Linked DNA regions of Zea mays: region 1 is linked to region 2. A link is a contact called in public Hi-C data. All regions are on one chromosome and are shown on one strand. The core of a region is the stretch at or near the end of the contact, and the rest is flanking DNA. Distances in the headings are between cores, read along the strand shown.

Region 1 (4,463 bases), core at 1,420-3,919, 380 kb before region 2:
TGCATGTGTGTTGAACTTGGCAATTATATTTATTTGTTGTTATTAGATCTTATTCGGTGTTTATATATATAAGAAAGTGTGGGAAAAGTACACACATGCACGTCGATCTACAGTATATAATACCTTGATGGTGAAGGAGTGCACCATGGTGTCGTCCACGGTGCTGACGCTGACGTGAAGGATCTCCAGCGGGAGGCTCTCGAGCGCTGCGATGATCTTGAGCGCCTGCCCGGGCGAGCGGTGAGACACCGTCTTCAGCACGAGGTTGGGCCCTGCAAACTCCACCTTCACGTCGGGGAGCCGGGTGAGCCCGCCGGACGCCGCCGGCCTGCTGCAGGCTGCTGCCTGCGCGGCGAGCTCGGTCACGAGGCTGTCTAGGGTCGGCAGGTACGTCGAGTAGTGCCGCTGCTGATCGTGCGAGTAGGACGACGAGGAGGACGACGTCGTCGGCGTTCCGATGTAGGCGGCGGCGGCGGCGGCGGCCCGGTGTGGGAGTCTGCAGCTTCCAGTCGTCGTCGCCGCCGCGCCGGATGCGGGCTTGTACGGGCTGCCCGGGGTCGGCGTCCGGGGGCTCATGGGCACCGCGACGTGCGGGCTGAGCGGCGGCGTGGACTTGACTGCTGGGAGAGGCCGCGGGCTCAGCACCTGCTCCGCGTACGCCTTGCGGTGCTTCTTCGTCTCCAGCGAACGCAGCACCTGCTGAAGCTCCTTGATGTAGTCCACCACCCCGCCTATGATGGATGCTTGGTCACCCTGCATGCAGTTCGTTATGTTTATATATATTGCTTGCTGATCACCTGAGCAACATGAGCAGTCAACATGCTACACCATTTTTTTTTCTTTCCATGCAACCTCCTTCAAGATTGTAAACAACAGCAAAACTAAGAGCACGAGGATCTTAAAAAACCGTTTTTTTATGAGAAGCGAGCGTGTGGCGCTGTATTTGGTTGCATGGTTGTACAAAACATCAGTAGTATGCTGCAGGCTGAACGAAACATGCTTGTATGTGATATGTATCCATGCAAAAGGACGGTGTACGATCGTCCATATACTGTCTATAGCTGCACTTGATGACCGTACCTGCCTCCTCTTCTGTAGCATGTATGCATCTCGATCTGTCTTTTTGTTGTTTTATTGCCAAGTGCAATAGGATGCAAGTCTGGTGCGTGTAATAGGTATGTATAGTTCCACCGATTATTGCACCTTGTAAAACGAGGATGGTTGTTGTTTTATTTGATGCATGATCCTGCAGTCGTCAGTAAAAAACTAAAATCTAGGTTATTAACAAGCTACATGCATATATCAGCATATAGGAGTATTATATTCGGTTTTTTAAGGTCTTGCCCTTAGTTTTGCTAGTCGTGTTTTTTTCTCGGTCTTGGCGCGGTGTGTTTTCAGCTGGATTACTGCTGTTTTATACAAACATGCAGGAATGCCTTAATGGATTAAAAATCGAATATATGATGCGGCGTTTTTCAGTTGGATACATATGCTGCTGTGAATCTGTGATCAATTCATGCAAGGAAAGCTTATTCGATTAAAAATCAAAGACGCTGCGGTATTTTTCAGTTTGGATTACTACTCCTGTTTTGTTCAAATCAAGCAAGGGCGAAACTGGCTTATATTAGATTAAAAATCATGCGATGGAACATTACGCATGCGTACCTAGAGATTTGCTGAATACTACACGCTCTATCTTAGATTATATATAACTTTTATTTTGTACCTATATATATATACAATATATCTAGATCGATATATATAAAATATATATATGTATCTAGAAAAGGCTCAAATAATTTGTAAATTAAAACGTAGGAAGTACTTAACTAGCAAGTCAAACGTAGAACAAAAGAGCAACGAATGCATATATATACTGCTATATTTTAAGACAATTTAGTAGTAGATTACTAGATTTTTTATAGCTTATTAGCTATAAGTACTAGTCTTACCCTTTTGACGTAGAAGCAGGGCATGAGCGAGCGCAGCACGGCGAGGTGCTCGTTCATCTGCTTCCTCCGGTTGCGCTCCACCGTGATGTGTGACATCTTCGCCGCTCCCTCGTCATCGGACACCGCTGACGAACCCTTGTGCTTCTTCTGCGCGGGAGCGCTGCCGCCTTTCTCCTCGTCGCCCGTGCGCCGCCGGCTGTTGTTGGTCCCAGCCGCCGTTTTAGCTCCCGCGGTGCCAGCAGTGCAGCCCTGGCTATATGCTCGGACAGCAGCCGCAGAAGAACCACCTCCACCACCACCACCACCACTGGCGCCGTTCGTGCGCTCCTCCCACGTCCCGACGATGCTGAAGAGGTCCTCGGCTCCCGACAGGCGGTGCCGGAGGTTGCGGTGGTCGCCGATCACGAGCTCGCACATGCCGCCGTCTTCCATTGGTGGCCGCCGCCGCCGCGCGCAGGGAAGAAAGTGCCGTAGTGCACGGCTGGCACAGGAATATACGCAGGCTGTAGCTGCGGCCTATGCACGTACTTGCTGTCTCAATCGTGTGCTAAATATAGCCTCTGATGAATCTGATCATAGAAGAAGGGGTGGGAGCTGAGGAAGTATGCGAAAAGTGAGGAAAATTTTGCTTGCTCGATCTCCTTTTATGCACAAGCTCGAAAAAGTGAGAGGATCGGAGGAGAGAGAGAAGGAGAGGCAAGAGTAGACCGTTTGCTGCTGATCTTGTTAGTGTCATGTGAGAGGACCAAGAGTCATAAATACAGGGGAAGAGACGGCTCTAGATGGGGGAGCCTGTTCCACTGGCACTGATACGGCGGCCAGGCCACAACCCTAACTGCGACCTTGGCACATCTCATGGGCCCTACAGATGTCTGAAGGGTTTAATGTGGTGCTGGATGTGGGATCATTGTGTGAAAATTTAACCTGCAATCTATAGAACCACCTTGGTTAGATCTGTGGCCTTTTAGCTGGGGTAAATAATCCATGCATCTTAAACTGACCGCTCATTTTTGGACGCGGTTTCTATTTTTTAGGGCTAGTTTGGAAACCTTCATTTTCTCTTGGTAAAATTAAAATCTCTTGGAAAAATAGTGTTCCCAAACTAGTCCTTAAAGTGCAACGTATATCCTGTGCAACTGGCCATGCCGGTGCATTGTTTTTCCCATGACCCTTCTGCTTGCATTGGGTGAGAGCATTGGCCGGTGCCTGCTCATATATCGCCCTGGTACTGTCCACGCCTATCAATTTGCAGTTCTAGACTTAATGAATGTCTTGTGGTGACAATAATGCTGAATATGTTTGGATTGGTCAAATAAAATGGTGGACAATGAACCACACTATCTTTCTTTGCAAATAATGTTGTCTCTGAAAATACAGGGAACAATCTACTTGTATAATTAATCAAGCGTTGCTTGTCACATTGTTTGGGCAATTACCTGCATCATGTTTTCCACACATGCGGTTACTATGACGCTTGCCTGAAGCACTACGGGACGGAGGAGCAGTTGAGCGGCGCCCTCACCGAGGCATGTGGCCGGAGCAGGAACCAGACGATACCCTCACCAGCGCAGCAGGATAAAGAGGGGTTTAGTTCGTGTCTAACTGCATTATATTTTCGTTTTAATTGAAGAACTAATTTTAGACGACAGAAAAGTTAGGTAACCAAATATGTCCTGAATCGTCCAACTTGTGCGCGGGGGTTAACAGTAGAAGTGCCGACGCGGGCGGCCTGGCGGGCGTCTAAATGCAAATCAGCTGCACATCACGCTGTAGCCCTTGCATTGGATAGCCCTCCGTGAGCCGTGAGCCGTTTGCATAGTTCCACCGGCATGGCCGGTTGCACAGGATACATTGCTTTAGATAAAAGCACCATATCTCAAGGCACAACAACAAAGTCTTCAATTAGTTTTTAACGTTAGCTTCTGCCCCAAACAAATAAAAACTCAAACACAACACAACACTTAATAAGCACTAGTCGGTTGCCCGTGCGTTGCGACGACTTATAACAATACTCACGTAAACTATCCACAAAAAAATCTCAATATTATTTATTAATTGTCTCCGCTCTCCGTATAATATTTTTTGATTTGGCTAACTGATGTTATTGTTTACTCTATCCAATATGTCTTAGTACAACACGGTCAATGAAGTGAGCGATTAGAAGACAGTTCACAACGACTGACTGAATGAAAAGAGATTATAGAATGACATAATTCCACCATACAGAGACCAAATAAGAAAAAGTTTGTGATCCCAAGTTTCTAAAATAAGTCACATGAACTCAAACTTATAAAAAAGATAGAACAAAATATGGAGTGGTTGCTAAAGTCAGACATCAATAAAAACTGGATGCGCTCCATATAAATATGCTACTTCGTAGCAATTACTAACGTTTAAAACCAACAAATAAACTTTCATTTTACTGTTAGTGTGACAAATCATTGTTGTTCCATCCAATTCAGCAACCTCAAACACCATGGAATCCATTGCGTCAATGTGGTGTCAGAAACG
Region 2 (4,606 bases), core at 1,672-4,171:
ACTTAGTTCACACCCAAAACCTAAGACTTCGGTATCCCAAGGGCTCCACTTTCAATTTGCTTGGCTATTCTGACTCAGATTATGCCAGTTGCAAAGTAGATCGAAAGAGTACTACCGGGACTTGCCAATTTCTTAGGCGGTCCTTGGTGTCTTGGAGTTCTAAGAAACAAAAATGTGTTGCACTTTCCCCTACTAAAGCTAAATACATAGATGTTGGTGCTTATTATGCCCAGAATGATATGTATGAATCAAACCTTGAGTGACTTCGGTTGTGAGTTCAACAAAATTCTGCTGCTTTGTGAAAATGAGAGTGTCATAAAACTTGCAAACAATCCAGTGCAACACTCTAGAATCAAGCACATCGATATTAGACACCATTTTGTAAGAGACCACGAAGCCAAAGGAGATATCGATATTTACCCAAACCCATTTCGATTACTCTCGCATTCCTAGAAATACAACTACTCCCTTACTTTCGGTTCCACTCGGAAAACCACCACACTTTGATGGTGAAGATTATTCTTGGTGGAGTCATAAAATTAAAGGACAATTATACTCACTCTACCCAAGTATTTGGGATGCTATTGAATTAGGGATGCAAATACTGAATAGCGATGATGAGGACTACAACCCCGAGGAGGTGAAGCAAATTACCCACCTCAGCTCGCAAGCAACAATGGTACTTGTTGGCTCTTTGTGTAAGGAGGAATACAACAAGGTCAATGGGTTGGAGAGCACCAAATAAATTTGGGACATAGTCAAGACGGTGCACGAAGGCAACAAGATCACCAAGATCACAAAGATGGATCTCTTAGAAGGGGAGCTCGGACGGTTTTCCATGAACAAGGGAGAAGGACCATAAAAGATGTACAACTAAATCAAATCCTTGGTGAACCAAGTCTGCAATTACGGGAGCAAGAAGTGGATAGATCACGAAGCCGTCTAGCTAATGCTAAGGTCTTTTACCTCCGGTAATGCTACTCTTGTAACCTTAATTTGTGAGAATCCTAGGTACAGTAAGATCATTCTGGAGTAAGTGCTTGAGAAGTTCTTTAGCCACGAGATGATGGTTAAGGATTCCAAGCACGTTGAGAATTTGGCACAAGGCAATGTCACCACCACCGAGCCACAACCCATCGCCTTGAGGCCGCAACCGAGAAGGAGGAGCCCCCAAGCAAGGAGGAAACCATAGACATTTATGGGCTCAATGATGAGGAGATGACCCTCAACATTAAAAGCTTCCGACAAATCCTAAGGAACTAGAAGGACAAGGATTATAAGTCCCATGGCAAGAGGGCTTGCTACAAATGTGGTAAGACCGATCATTTCATAGATAACTATCCATATGCTAAGGATGATGATAGAGAAGAGGAGAAGAATAAGGAAAAGAAGATGGTTGAGAAGAAGAAATTATTCATTAAGAAGAAGGGATGTGAAGCCCATATTGGCAAGGAGTGGGACTCAGATGAGGACTCCGACGACGACGAAGGCATCGCCACCCGCCTTCAATTCAACAAAAGTGCTATCTTCCCCAAGGCCAACCACACGTGACTAATGGCTAAGGAGAGTAAGAAAAAGATATACTCCAGATCCTCTTATTGAATTAATTAAGACCATCAACGAGAATGATGAACTCCTAGAGAAGCAGGAGGATCTACTCGTTGATGAAACTAGAAAGAATGAAAACTTGAGAAAACCATAGCCCATGAAAAGGAAATGAATAAAACTTCAACCCATGACCTAAATGTTTGGAATGATTCAAATTCTTATCTTAATGGTGAAAAATAGATCTTAAAGTCAAGATTGAGAAATCGAATGTTTGCCATGCTTCTACATCTTCTGTTGAGCATATTTCCATTTGGTCTAGATGCAAAGATATAGATGTTGATGCTTTTGTTGCAAATATTGCCTTGATTAAGAAATTGAATGAACACATTGCTAAACTAAAAGCTAAAATTAGCGAGTATGAACTTGAGAACGGGAAATATAAATTTGCTCGAAGTATTCTTTTTAGTGGGGACGCCTTGGGATTAAGGATAGTGTTGGCTCCTAAACAGGAGGCAAAGAGAACACTATATGGATCAATCTCTTCATTATTTTCGTTTAAACTCTAGTACACATTCATATAGAGTATTCATTAATTTTTGAAATTATAAATTTAATTTTCTTGGCATATTTACTATTTTCTATGAATTAAACGAACTACTGGATATCTGTTTATAGAAATTATAAAAGAATATGTAAATGTAGTAAAAAATTCCGAAATTTGACATGACACGTATTTTGATGATAAAAACATGACACAAAAGTTTTAGAAGATTTTGCAGCCTTATGTCAAAGTATAATATATATTTATGTGTGCCATATATTTTTATTGTTAAAGAATATATATGTATTTATTAATGAATATGCTCATAAGGTATCTACATACTACGTTCATAATTTACTCGTAACATGATTTTTTACCGATGATAAAGTCATCGATAAAAACAACCTGAATCTCTTTATAATATTATATTCCAAGTCAAATAAGTATTCCGTATTCGAATGCCGATCCGAATTCAATTATTTATTTATTATTCATATTCAATAATATTTATATTTAAATTAAAATACGGTAAATAGTTACGCCTAAATTCGTTTTAGTTTTCATATGCATGGATCTGAATCCATCCCTACCCAAGTGGGGCCTGCTGAACGCCCGAATCTGATGTACTGTACCGCGTGGGCAGAGCACTGCAGCTTTCCATAAACAAACACTTTTTACCGTGCCCTGCTCTTTACTCTGCCCTCCTAAGTCCTGACCTCCATGACTCCATCGGCTACCGCCTTCGTCCCACACGGTCACGACCCTCACCTGACCACCTCGGCGCTCAACAAAAAACCAGCTCGAGAGACAGAGAGCGAGAGGAAAGACAGCAGCCGAAGTTGGAGGAGACCCCAAGGCAGTCGCAAAGGAAGGGAGGGAGCTTTGCTGGCCCGGGCATTTGGGAGACCCACCCCGCGCGGGAGTAAAAGAGAAGAGAAAGAGAAAGCGAGAGAAGAAAAGGCGGCGCCTCATCACGGTCGCCCGCCTGCTCGGCCTCTTCTCCCCCCTCCCCTTCCTGTCTCTGCGTCGCGTTGCGGTTGTGCGCACACCTGGTCGTTCTCGGTTTCCTCTCCTGCGGTTCTGCCCAGTCCTCACGGCTTCCTTTTTCTTCCGGGCCACTCTCCGCCCTCTTCCTTGCTGCGCTCGCCCTTCCTGCGCATTGCTCCTCTGTTCCCCCCGTCGGTCCGTTCCTGAGCGCAGCCGCTTCGCGTCCCCTTGATTCCACCCACTGCCTAATATGCGTCCGTCGCGGCGGCGGCGGTTGGTGCTGTGAGCGACTAGCGGCGGGACAAGGGGAAGGGATTCCGTCGTGCTGTGCGAAGGCCTCAGGAGCCGCCGGCATTGTGCATGGAGGGTGAGGAGGACGGTTCCGGCTCCGCGGTGCAGCGCCCGCCTCCGCAGCAGCAGCAGATACGGGTGGTGCGCTGCCCCAAGTGCGACAAGCTCCTGCCTGAGCTGCCCAATTACTCCGTCTACGTCTGCGGCGGTTGCGGCGCCACGCTCCAGGGTTGGTGCATCTCCCATCTTTTTTCATCTGCAATCACTACCTCCCCTACTTCTCTTCTGTTCTTATCGGGCATCATTTTTCTTCTAGCTGTACCCATTCCACTTGCATTTTTGTTGAATTAGATCAGCAAGTTAATTTCACGCTAATCATCAGTTCATCTGCCCCAATGTGGCATTGTTCTCGTCAAAACACATGGTTAATTTTTGAAATGAGCCCGTGGGGATTGCTGCTGCTGGGTTGGTTGCTGCTTGGGCGGTTTCCTGGGATGCCGATATGACCAGCTCGTTTCGTCCTCTTCTTCCCAAAGATTCCATTTTTACGGCTTATTTCCTTTAACTTCTACTCTCCATTTCAATTTTGCACTATCCGGCGACAACTAAAATAAAATGACGGAAGTAAGCAATTTTGTTTAGTATTGTTATTTCTTTTCTTTTGCTCCCCATTGTTGTCAAATGCTCGTTTCCTTCTTTTAGGCCTCATTTGTTGTATTCGGCTATTCGCAACTTCTTCCCGATTTGGCCTCCATCCTGCCACACTTGGTACGATGGCACAGTAAATAAAACTGCTGTCTTTGGTGAACCCAACTCTTTTTGGCAGTAATTTCGCGCCAAATCTTGTTTCTTCACAGCCTGCCGCCAAAGTTAGTTTCCGTACCCCAAATGCCTGGAGTTCATAGGCAATTTTTCCTCTATCCATCCCCACTGCCGGCCTCCCTTTTTATCAAAATTACAAAGATTATATTTTGGGACATTCCACTTGGTGTAGGTTTCTGTTGGTTATTTTGTAACGTCTTGAACAGGAAGGGTACCTTGTTTTAGAATGCGGTGGGTTGTAAATGGAATGAATCTTTCCTTACATTGCTTGAATATTTTGATCTTATCACTTTTATGACTCAGAGCATGGATCATTGCTAGGCAGTATCTCGGTTTTTGTGGTTCCCAAACCGAAAAAGCTTGAACCCATTGAATTTTCTAGACCTTCACTGTGATGGTCACTTCTACGCATTTCTT

What was found. Hi-C and Micro-C count contacts between places; a contact is called where the count stands out from the background.
Region 1: a contact with region 2 is called in a Hi-C map of ear, with 1.7 times the contacts expected there. The contact joins the promoter of LOC100194372 here to the promoter of LOC100502389 in region 2. A contact is called at or near these places in 2 of 25 Hi-C or Micro-C datasets (ear and tassel).

What each region holds. Positions count from the first base shown.
Region 1 is chr4:231,845,711-231,850,173 of Zm-B73-REFERENCE-NAM-5.0, reverse strand. It overlaps LOC100194372, which reads right to left and starts at 2,669. Exons shown (of 3, transcript NM_001139407.1): 1 at 1,953-2,669; 2 at 124-753. The coding sequence starts at 2,384.
Region 2 is chr4:231,461,864-231,466,469 of Zm-B73-REFERENCE-NAM-5.0, reverse strand. LOC100502389 reads left to right here and starts at 2,921. Exons shown (of 5, transcript NM_001323927.1): 1 at 2,921-3,596. The coding sequence starts at 3,437.